Linked DNA regions of Mus musculus: region 1 is linked to region 2. A link is a contact called in public Micro-C data. All regions are on one chromosome and are shown on one strand. Each heading gives the region's core, a stretch centred on a gene start, on an enhancer-like site or on the middle of the called end of the contact. The rest is flanking DNA. Distances are from core to core; before and after follow the strand shown. Region 1 holds the start of Kiz (kizuna centrosomal protein). Region 2 has its middle 21 kb from the start of Gm35433.

Evidence for each region. A called contact is a pair of places that touch in the nucleus more often than the background predicts.
Region 1: a Micro-C map of stem cell-derived neurons shows a contact between it and region 2, with 4 times the contacts expected there. The contact joins the promoter of Kiz here to the enhancer-like site in region 2. A contact is called at or near these places in 1 of 484 Hi-C or Micro-C datasets (stem cell-derived neurons), 1 of 115 datasets of contacts at active chromatin or transcription factors (embryonic stem cells) and 2 of 9 other capture datasets (adipose tissue and pancreatic islet).

What each region holds. Positions count from the first base shown.
Region 1 is chr2:146,854,520-146,857,579 of GRCm38.p6, reverse strand. It overlaps Kiz (kizuna centrosomal protein), which reads right to left and starts at 1,700. Exons shown (of 14, transcript NM_001033298.4): 1 at 1,537-1,700. The coding sequence starts at 1,658.
Region 2 is chr2:146,786,425-146,789,223 of GRCm38.p6, reverse strand. No RefSeq gene overlaps it. Among named protein-coding and RNA genes, the nearest start is that of Gm35433, 21 kb to the right of the region's middle. Within about 2 kb of position 1,518, at least 34 of the 459 cell types and tissues checked have an H3K27ac peak or open chromatin away from gene starts, as enhancers often do. A contact at or near this core is called in stem cell-derived neurons, where this site is marked.

The DNA.
Region 1 (3,060 bases), core at 451-2,950, 68 kb before region 2:
AACACCTAGACGCTGGCTAATTGACTTTTGGATTTAACCCATAAATTCAAACATTTTACAAAAACACCTCCTCCACCATTGTACTACACAGTGAGCAAAAGGTGTTGCTTCTCACCTAAAATTCTCAATGTAGGCACACTTGAGCTCGCATGTGCACACGTGCTTGTGCATGCACACACACACATTCTCTCTCTCTCTATTGTATTCTCTCTGAGATCTCACTAAGCACACTGAAGGTGCAAACATTAGAAAGTATTGAGAAAAGAAAAGCTCTGTAGGAAAAATAAAGGTGTGTGTGTGTGTGTGTGTGTGTGTGTGTGTGTGTGTGTGTGTGTTGGAGATAGGTTCTCACTATGCTGCCCTGGCTGGCTTGTATCCCAGGCTGGCCTTGAACCTGTGGTCCTCCTATTTCTGTCTCTTCAGCATAGACCACCACCAACATACGCCTAAATGGTTAATTTTTTTTTTCTTAAGTGGGAGATTAAGAGATCCCTAGAGTAGGTGAGCAGGACTGTGTCAGAAGGAAAAAAAAAAAAAAAAAACGGATGTAGAAAGAAGATAAAACACGGAAAGAAGAGTTAGGGCCCGTGGGAGTTACTTAACAAGTAATTGGCAAAAATTAAGTCTAGTGTAAGATGCAATTCCTTTGAAAAATCACTTACTTTACCTCACCTGCAATTACTGTTATGATCTTAGAATTGTTACAGCCCTCCTGTTCCTTCTGAATGATTCTGTAACTTTAACACCCACTAAATGTTTTGTTTATCAAAAGATCCAAAAATCTATTTCCTTTCTTGTCAACTAATGAGATTTCTAAGTCCAATTAATTTGGCAGCTAAATAAGTGTTCCAACAACTTATCTTTCCATGTGGTTATTTATAGTCAATTGCTTTGTACTTTTTTCTATTTATGCATTCTTAGATCTAGCTTTTTCCAATGGTTCTCATCTTTCATGTCTTAATCAAAGGCAATCCCAACCCTCGAAGCTGAACCCGTTGAAAATTTCATCCTTTTACTAGAAATTTAGTCAGCCCCAGACACTTCTAAAAGACTACAGCGCGCGCGCAAACACACACACACACACACACACACACACACACACACACACACACACACACACACACACACCATTCCAGCCTGCGTTCCTGGACCTGTCATCTTTGATGCAGTGCGGCTGTCAAAGTAGGATGACAACTTGAAGAGAGAGTGAGGAGGGGGCATGTAGGACTAGAGAGGACTAAAGAAATTCACAAGGTTTGATCAAGACTGGCAGGCAAAAAAACTCCCACTCTCACTTCCGGCCGCATCCGCAGGCTGAGGGACCTGGCTTTGGTTGTCATGAGAGATTACAGTCTCTCTGCGCTTTCAAACAAGGGGCATCCGTGGTAAAGTTGTGCTCCTAACCCCTTCTGGGGCTAGTTGGGGGTCGCAGGCGAGTTCCAACACTAGTGAACCACTGGCGGGAAGTGGGCCGGACACCGTACCCCGATGCTCTCAGTGGCGCCGCTGACTCCCTGCCCCGTCCCGCGGCCGTACCTGTCCCGCAGAGCCTGCTGGAGCTGGCCCACCCTTTCGTAGTAGCTGGGGCTCGCCAAGGGCGCAGAGGTGGCGGAGGCCTGGCGCAGGCCACCACCACCGCCACCGCGCCCTCGCGGCATTGCCACAGGGCAGCTGGCGGGCCAGCGTTGCCCAAGGAGACCGCCCCAACATGCACCGCGGGTAAACAAGGCGCCTAGCGGCCTGAAGAGGGCGGGGCGAAGGGCGGGGCGCCGAGGAGGCGGGGTTAGCCGCGGTGTGGGTCCGGGAGGGGCGAAGACAGAGAGACTGGCAAGGGTGGAGCAGCCCTGGTGGTACAGGGAGAAGACAAGGGAGCTGTGTCACGTTCTCTCTGCTACCGCTGTGTTTCTCTTCCCCTACAGAATCCGTCCTACACGCATTCATTTTATCAGATGCAGTTTCTTATTTACCTTCCTAGAATTTGCAGTGAGAGACCCTGTGACAAGATTGTTTTGATACCAGCACTTAGAAAGCAAAACAAAAAGCTAGAAGAAAACAAAATTTAAGAACCGCAAATATGCCCTTGATCTCAGCACTACGGGCAGAGGCAGTAGGAATTCTGAGTTCGAGGCCAGTCTAATTTACAGAGTGAGTTCCAGGACAACAAAGACAACACAGAGAAACCTAGTCTCAAAACACCAAACCCCACCCCCAAACAAAATAAAACAAACAAACAAAGAAACCAAATATGCCATCCCACGCTGGAATGTTTTTCAATGCTCAGGTTGCCATCAGCCCTTTCAGGGGAGAAAGATTTGGTTTCTAACTAGGTCCTTGTGAATCAAACCGTTTACTTCTGCAGTCAATTCTCCAACAAGGCCCCCAGCCAGACTACATTGGCATAAACCCTATGTCCCACAACTCAGCTGTGACCATACAAAAAGCCTAGGTGCCCCAGAGTGAATTGGGCAGACTATTACAGCAAGACTAACTTAACCTTAGATCAGTTCAGAGGAACTACTGGTTATAAAGGCCCAGAACAGAATCAGTCTTTATTCTTGCCTCCATCAACATGGCAAAAGGCTTCCTGAAGAAAGACAACTGGATTCTAAAACCCACTTGGAATAGGAAATTAAAAAAAAAAAAATGTACACACGTACTTGTAGTCAATGTGGTTCCTTATCCTAGACTTTTAATTTTATGTCTCTTTTCTCAAGTCGGTAGTTTTATTTTCATGCAAAGCATCCCTGACACCAACATTTCTTTAATAGTGTGTCAGGACTCCATGGGGATTGCACCATATCTGAATGGGTTAGGGATAGGGAGCTGTGTGTCAAAAAGTTCAGCAACAGTAAACCGTTCCTGAATGTGTAATGACCAAAACTCAATTGAAAAATCAAGGCATAATAAATCTAAGCTGCTTCTGACGGCATGTGTCCGTGTCTTGTCCCACTATAACATGCTCACTATACACTGCACATGTCCATTGCGCTCTGACTTATAGTACCATACTGGCATTAGGGGAAGCAACGAAATGGTCAAGTCAGCAACCCTAAATTATGA
Region 2 (2,799 bases), core at 269-2,768:
CACGCACAAGAAACGGTCTTGCTGCAAACTGCAAGAGGATTTTTATTCAAGAGTGCTCTTGGGCCCACGGTCATACACCACGCAGGGGTAGAGGACCGTGGCGCCCCGAGTAGCTGGGTCAGGGGGTATTTAAAGGAAGAAAACACAACTCAAGGAGGTGGGAAGGGCGTTGTTGGAAAATACCAAAAATACCAGTTAAGAGTCACAAGGAAGTGCAAAGTCACAAGAGTCATGAGGAATACCTGGTAATTGTGAGGGTTATTTCTCAAGACAGTTTCTACGAGCCCCTAACAATAGCACATTCTTTGAATTAACACTCTTTGAACCCAGGAAGCGGGTGGGTGGAGGAAAGTCGCTATCTGTTTTATGACCAGCACACCTCGGAGCACTGAGCCACAAAGGCCACACTCCCAAGCCTGGGCCCAAAGGCCTAGAATTTTGTTTTTACGTTTTACTTTTTCATTCCCCACTTCTACTTGTTAGTAGTTCTAATCTTTCACTTTCTATGTCTGTCTGTCTGTCTGTCTGTCTGTCTGTCTGTCTGTCTGTCTGTCTATCTATGTGTGTGCATTTTGCTGTGTCTCATATAAACATCCTTTTAAACCTCTTCCCAGGCTAAACATAACTTTCCTGCCCTTGGAAAATGACAATATCCTTTATAGTTGGCTATTTCACTTAATATTCATTTCCCTTCACAACTTTGCAATTTCTAAGCAGGTAACTGAAACACCAGTTGAAGGCCGGCCTTTTCCACCTGTGAGTCCTGCAGGATGTGATTCAGCTTGTTGCATCATTTCTCCCAGAGTGGATGCCACTGATGGAGACTCAAGAAGTTGTCTGCCTAGTAAAGGGCTTCTTTCAAAATGAGCTGTAACCCCGAGGGTTGCACTGTGGAACACACACTGTCTTGTTTCTTAAATTCTCCTTGTCTTCTGGAAGAAATCCTGCACGCAGCATTCAGTGGAATCAGAGTGGGCTCCTTCGCCCCTCCCCCCCAGCCTCAGCACCTGTTTGTTTAGAATTACCATGGACCCCTGGGGAGCCTTTTTCCTCTGCTGCCTTAGACTGATACAGTTGGCCCTCTGTATCCACCAACACCAAAAAAAAAAAAAAGATTCTAAAAATGTCTGTACTGAACACATGCAGACTTTATTCTTGTTATTATGCCTTAACAATACAGTACAACAGCTATCTGAATGGCATTCCTACAGTACTGGGAACTACAAGTAACCTCCAGATGACTTAGCACACACTGGAGGATGTTCATAAGGTCTGTGCAAAGACTGTACTGTTTCTACTATTTTATTCGAAGGATTAAGCATGTATGAATTTAGGTATCCAAGGGAGTCCTGGAGCTGATCCTCGGACAGATATTAGAAGACTACATCACACAGACACTATAGCTAAGTCTAAACCGAACAAACTGACTACGGCTACAAGCAAGACCTTTGGGATGTAAGGTCTTCAAGGATGAAGGAATGTCTGCCTAACAGGGAAAGAATGTGTTAAAGTCTGTCTGCCTGGATTAAGGGTCTCCTGGCCTGTGAGGTCTGCCAGGAAAATTCTTTCCTTTGTCTCAGCATGCCCCCAGCTGGCAGACGGAGCTTACAATTTGTTTTCAAATATCTTGGCGGGGCTGCAGGATCTCGTATTTAAAAGGAAAAGGGGTACACGAAGATTTCCCCTGCCTGCAGCACTCTGTGCAAATAATAATCGTCTGGGGGGTGATCTTGGAGCTGTTGCAACACGTGAGGATTAACTATTGAAATAAAATTCCTTCTGTTTGAGAACAAGCAATTCATTCAGGCCGGGTCTTTCTGCTGCAGGCTGAGGTCTTTTGCATTTTTTGCATCAGTGTTTTCCCACTCTCTCTATCCATCCCCCTCCCTCCAAGGAGACAGAGTGGGGGTGAGGGCGGATAGAAATCACTGTCAGGGTACCACTGGCTCCTTTACTGTATTAGGAATGGACCTATCACGAGTGGGAAAACTCTTCATTCTGAGTTTAAGGAATGTGGCAGATGCTGCCAGGGTTCTGCCCATGCTCCCTAACTCACAGTCCCCTTGCTTTGTACACTTGCTTCTCTCTGTTTGAGGTTATCAGTACTCAAAGGGGGCAGAGCACACATGCCATGGAATTAAAACCCTAGAAATGGCCATCAATACTAAGATCCTTGCTTCTCAGAGAGGTAGTTCTTTACAAGCTCTCAGAGGATTACCAGGGATGGAGTTACAGGGGCCTATGGCAATAACCCATTCACTGTTGCAATCTGGTTCCCTCTTGACTGGTTTTCATCACTTATGGTCTTCCTGGACTAGCTCCCCAGCAGGTCATCTAAACCCAAACCCTCATTTTGGGCTCTATCCTGAGGAAACATATACAAACTCAGGCAGCCTGTCCCATGGTAGGAGATTCCCAAAGGCAGGCCAGAGAGGAGTAGAAAGGATGTAGGTTTGTTGGTAGATTGCTTGCCTAGCATGCATGGAGACCTGGGCTCACTCTCCAGTACCACATGGACCAAGTGGGATGCAATCCTGACACTCAAGAGGTGGAGACAGAGAAGAAGATCAGAGGCTCAAGGTCATACTTGGCTACTTAGTCAATTCAAGGCTAATCTTGGATACCAGAGACCCTATCTCTAAAACAAAACAAAACAAAACAAAACAAAACAAAACAAAACAAAACAAAACAAAAATCAAGCCTGTCTTCTTTGCATCCACCCCAATATTTGGGGATGTCTACAACTTCTTTTCCCATTTAAAAGTCAGTTCTGGTCCTTGGTTGACAGCCAGGATGGTC